2 separate regions of the Mus musculus genome follow, and region 2 is linked to region 1. The links are chromatin contacts, called in public promoter capture Hi-C maps. All regions are on one chromosome and are shown on one strand. The core of a region is the stretch at or near the end of the contact, and the rest is flanking DNA. Distances in the headings are between cores, read along the strand shown.

Region 1 (2,517 bases), core at 7-2,506:
TGTAGGTAAAACACGCCTTCCCATGATGAAAATGTAAAAACAATTAGAAGAGACTTGCTATGGTCCATCTCTTCACTGCAGCTTTCGGGGAAATAGCCAGAGCCACCTTGCTAAATAGCTTCCTAGTTCTTGATCCACAACAATAGGAGATAATAAATCAGGTTTAAAGCTCCACATTTTGGGAATATTTGTTACCCAGCACTAGATAATACCCTAAGTGCTATCATAAAATGTCCAGATATTGTATAAGGTAGAAAGTTCTGTACTTCGGGAAGTTAGCTTGTGGAGACATCAGTCCTTGTGTTTACCCATAGTTAGGTTTGTAGCTCAGATTTATACAGAGATGGAGCCTAGGAACTATTGCTATGAAAGCTTTTTCCATGCTGGTAGCTAGACCATAGTAACTTGAGTGTAATATGGTTAGTCTGATATTTTAGATTTATTTGAAGTGAGTTAATTATGATTACTTAAAGAAATATTTGCTATTGAGATTTTGAAACAGCAAAATGGAGAAATGTTTCTAGTGGTACACTGTAATGAGGCTTTGGAAAATAGCCCCTTTTATAAAAGAAGGCACAGTGGGAGGGACATAACACTCAAAAATGCGGTTTATACCTGTGTGGAAATGACCTTATAAAACCCCTGATTGTGCTGGAGTGGTAAAATAAGGGCCTTTACATTTGTCTGAGGCTAGAGGATCCTCTAAAGGCACCTTACCCGTGTGGCTATTGACAGAAGGCCTGGTTACTATCTAGATCTCTGCACAGGGCTGCTACAGTCTTCTCTAGATCAGTGGTTTTCAACAGAGGGGACATTTTGTTCCCTTGGAAACCACATTTTGAAAGGGAGGGGGAATCTGGGTGTCATGGCATGCACTTGTAATCTGAGCACTGGGGCAGCACAGAAGGGCAGATCTTGGGCTTGCCCAGTCCAGCCTACTTGGTAAGTTCTAGGCCAGTGAGAGAAGAGACCCTTTCTCAAGGTACCTTTTCAATTTAAATGAACTAGACAGTGCCAGAATAGTAGTATGTGGCATAGTCACTTGTTGAGTGGATTGTAGATTCCTTTCCTCTGGGCTTTCAGTTTGTTTTTTAGATGGTTTAAGGCTTTTCTAGGAGTGTCTGCTTTTGGAAATTTATAATTTAGAGCAGAATGCATGATTTCTGTTCTTTCCAAATACTGCTCTGATAGGGAGAGGAAGCAGCATGTTAGTGCATAGAGCTCTAGGGCATTAGCAGCCTTTGCTGGAGGGTTTCCAACCCACAAGAACTATGTCTGAGTAACTCCTGCCTGTCTTGTACATGTAAGGTGTATTTTCATGGGAGTGTGTGTCCTCTATGGTAAGAATTAGTATGTTGTAATGAGAGCATGTGATTAGGGAGGAAGCATTAGACGGTCACTGAGCTGGTGCTGCGTTATATGTGCGGACATCTGGTGTGACTGCATCAGTGAGAATATCACAAAAGGCAGATTTGAAAATTACTTGGTAAAATGAAAAATGATTGTGATTTAGGAATGTAGGTTTCAGATTTACATATGGTGATTATGTCCGTGTAAGTATCATTAGAAGGAAATGTAATTGCTACTAACTAGTAGTTTGCACTAAGTTGAAAACACCACTAAGTGACAGAGCAGCAGTGTGAGTCACGTATCTCACTCTACTAATGGCCTCCATGAGAAATGAAAGCTTGTTTTAAGAAAAAAAGAGAGAGAGAAAATGGAAACATACACTGTTCAAAAGAGTGTAACAAGTTTAGGATATATTAGATATTTATGCTGTATGAATACAGTATTTCCCTATGATAGAATCATTTTCTGCTTCTGAAACTTGTTCTTTTGCCCTCAGTACATGAAAGAGTCTTGCTCTTTGCTCCATGTGTGTGAACGGAGAATGTACTAGAATTTTAAAGTCCTGTTGTTGGAATTTCAAGTAGTTTCTAGTTTTCCTGTGACCAGGCTGCAACAGATATGTACTTTGAACCCTATTTTGTTTGTATCTGTGCCGATGTTTTGAGATATGATTTTACTCTGTAGTAGACTGGCTTCTACCATGTCCCATCTGCCTCTGTCTTCCAAGCAGAAGGATTATAGGCATGAACCACTCACTACTACTCCCAGCTTCAGTGTGTGTGTGTGTGTGTGTGTGAGAGAGAGAGAGAGAGAGAGAGAGAGAGAGAGAGAGGAAGGAGATCCTTTTTTAAAGATTTATTTATATGAGTACACTGTCACTATCTTCAGACACACCAGAAGAGAGCATCAGATCCCATTAGAGATGGTTGTGAGCCATGCAGTTGCTGGGAATTGAACTCAGGACCTCTGGAAGAACAAGAAGTCAGGAAAAGAATGAGAGAATGAGAATGAATAAATGAATGAGTATGCATCATTACAGACTTAGACTTGTGGATGTCGGAGGACAACTTGCAGGAGTCAGTTCTCTCTCCTTCCACTGTGTAGGTTTCCGGGGCTGTATTCTCAGGCCTGGCAGTAAGTGCCTTTACCCTCTCATCTTTTCTTTAC
Region 2 (2,517 bases), core at 6-2,505, 270 kb after region 1:
TCCCAGCAACCACATGGTGGCTCACAACCATCTGTAACAAGATCTGACTCCCTCTTCTGGAGTGTCTGAAGACAGCTACAGTGTACTTGCATATAATAAATAAATAAGTCTAAAAAAAAAAAACTGTAGAGAAGGTATCGCAAATGTTTCTCAACTGGACATTGATTTATGGGCCTTGTTTGGTTTTGGGTTTTGGTAATGGTACTGGTGAAGGCAGCAGGGCCTTCTGCATGCAAGGCAAGCAGCCTGCTACCGAGCTACAACCACATCCTTTCTATTCTCCCTCACCCCGTCTCTATGTTCCCTTTTCACACTTATCCAAACCTAGTTTGTGGCACTCCAGAAAATCCACACCTGAATCTGTGTGGATGGGCCTGATCCAGCATAGAGATGATGACACTCACAGTTCCTAAAGTTGCTCAAAGATCTAAGAGCAGAAGTGGACTCCAGACTTAGGTGCACTGTGGGTTTTCTAGGATGAAGTGAGGTTCCTGTGTTCATGTCTGTGCAGGTGCACACGCAGGTGTGTGCACACAGGTGCATAACCATGTGTGGGGCAAGAGCTCACGTAGCATTTCTCAGGCGCCAGCCACCTTTCTTCGTTTTTCTCTTCCTTCAGTGGCCTGGATCTTGAGGATTTAGGCTAGGCGGGCTGGGCACTAGCCCCAGGGTTCCCCGTCCCCCTCCTCAGTCCTGAGATCATTGCCATGGGCCTTCCTTCACGCCTGGCTCTTTATATGCATCCTAGGAATCAAGCCCGGGTCTTCATGCTTGCAGGGCAAGAGCTTTACCCACTGAGCCATCTCCTCAAGCCTCAACTGTGACTTAGTATGCTTTCCTGTGTTCTGATACTGCTCAAGTAGAAAGACAATGCTTGCAACCAAACTATTCTGGAGCTGTTCTGAGCGCTTTCATCCTGTCATCCTTGCTGCTTATGCCATGGTCACTCCAGCATCTTCCTAGCAGAGTTCTGTCCTCAACTTCTGCATTAGCACAGTTGGAAGCGCTCATCTCGCCTAGTCAGACAGCATGGGCAATACAGAAAAGTGCTGGATCTCTTCTGTACACTGCTGGGAGACGCTCTCAGGTTTCCTAAATAGTTTGGTCACCAGGGAACTCACTCACCCACCAGGTTAAGGACTGGGGCAGCTAACATCACTGTTCAAACTTACTGAAATCACTGGGCAGGCTGTGGTTCAGGTTCCTATAAAATTCTGTCCTGTGTGCTTTTTTCAGGCCTGTGCAAAGGCCAAAGTCGGAAAGTTTCACATGGCCCTGTGGGGGAAGGGGAAACAAGGGATGTGTGGACTCCTGGACAGGCAGACATTGTTACCTTCCAGCACCCATTACACCTCCGCCAACAGACTTCTCCTACCCAGCTTACTACAAGGAAAAACACACAGCAACAAATTTAAACAGATTTCCAGCGAAGTGTGTGGCCCATGTCTTTAATCCCAGCACTTGGGAGGCAGAAGCAAGGAGATCTGAGTTTGAGGCCAGCCTGGTCTACAGAGAGTTCCATTTCAGCCAGGGCTACCTAGAGAAACCAATTAAATATTGAAGCCAGACATGGTAGCCCATACCTTTAATTCTAGCACTGGAGACAGAAGTAGGTTGATTTAGGCCAGCCTGGTCTACATAGTGAGACCTATCTCAAAAACAAAAAAATCCCAACCAGAAATCACTCACTGGTCATGTTTCAGTTATGAGACCGCACATTACATTTCTTCTTTGTGTCAGACAGTGGTGGCCCACGTCTTGAAACCCTGTCTCAAAACAAAACAAAACAAAAAAAACAAGAAAAAAAAAACAAAACACCCAAGCCAAACAAACAAACAAACAAACAAAAAAAAACCAAACAAACATTTCTTCCTTATAACTGTGTCTTGTTCTAATTTTTTACTATATGAGACTATTCTTTTTTTTTTCCTTTCAAGATTTATTTATTTATTATATGTAAGTACACTGTAGCTGTCTTCAGACACTCCAGAAGAGGGCATCAGATTTTTTTGTTACGGATGTTTGTGAGCCACCATGTGGTTGCTGGGATTTGAACTCGGGACCTTCAGAAGAGTAGTCGGCGCTCTTAACCACTGCGCCATCTGGCCAGCCCGAGACTATTCTTTTTTATTAGCATATATTACTTATGCAAAACGATGGGCTTCAGATTGACATTTTCATATCTGTACAAAAGGGAACCATATGTAGCCAATTCTTTGGCTTGTCTCCCTCTTCGTTTTTCTCTTCGTTCAGTGGCCTGGAACTTGCCTGTTTAGGCTAGGCAGGCTGGGCACTAGCCCCATGGTCCCCCCGCCCCCCTCCTCAGTGCTGACATCACCTCTGTGCGCCTTCCTTCATGCCTGGCTCTTTATATGCATCCTTACAGAACAGAACTGCTGACACAAAATATTATCTGACCAGCCTCCTGCCCTCATGGCACAGCAAGTAAAGTTTCCACAGAAAGACAAGAATCCTGGGCCTTCCAAAGACACCTAGAAGATTACCAAAAGAAACAGT

Evidence for each region. Capture Hi-C pulls out chosen DNA fragments and counts their contacts.
Region 2: a contact with region 1 is called in a promoter capture Hi-C map of liver. The contact joins two enhancer-like sites. A contact is called at or near these places in 2 of 39 promoter capture datasets (the HPC-7 cell line and cranial neural crest), 1 of 15 datasets of contacts at CTCF or cohesin (the NIH/3T3 cell line), 1 of 115 datasets of contacts at active chromatin or transcription factors (embryonic stem cells) and 4 of 9 other capture datasets (adipose tissue, embryonic stem cells, liver and 1 more).

Annotation. Positions count from the first base shown.
Region 1 is chr17:28,706,090-28,708,606 of GRCm38.p6, forward strand. All of the region lies in intron 1 of Mapk14 (mitogen-activated protein kinase 14), which reads left to right. Among named protein-coding and RNA genes, the nearest start is that of Mapk14, 16 kb to the left of the region's middle. Within about 2 kb of position 1,257, at least 44 of the 459 cell types and tissues checked have an H3K27ac peak or open chromatin away from gene starts, as enhancers often do. A contact at or near this core is called in liver, where this site is marked.
Region 2 is chr17:28,978,031-28,980,547 of GRCm38.p6, forward strand. It overlaps Stk38 (serine/threonine kinase 38), which reads right to left. Exons shown (of 14, transcript NM_134115.3): 8 at 1,173-1,275. Among named protein-coding and RNA genes, the nearest start is that of Kctd20, 27 kb to the left of the region's middle. Within about 2 kb of position 1,256, at least 4 of the 459 cell types and tissues checked have an H3K27ac peak or open chromatin away from gene starts, as enhancers often do. A contact at or near this core is called in liver, where this site is marked.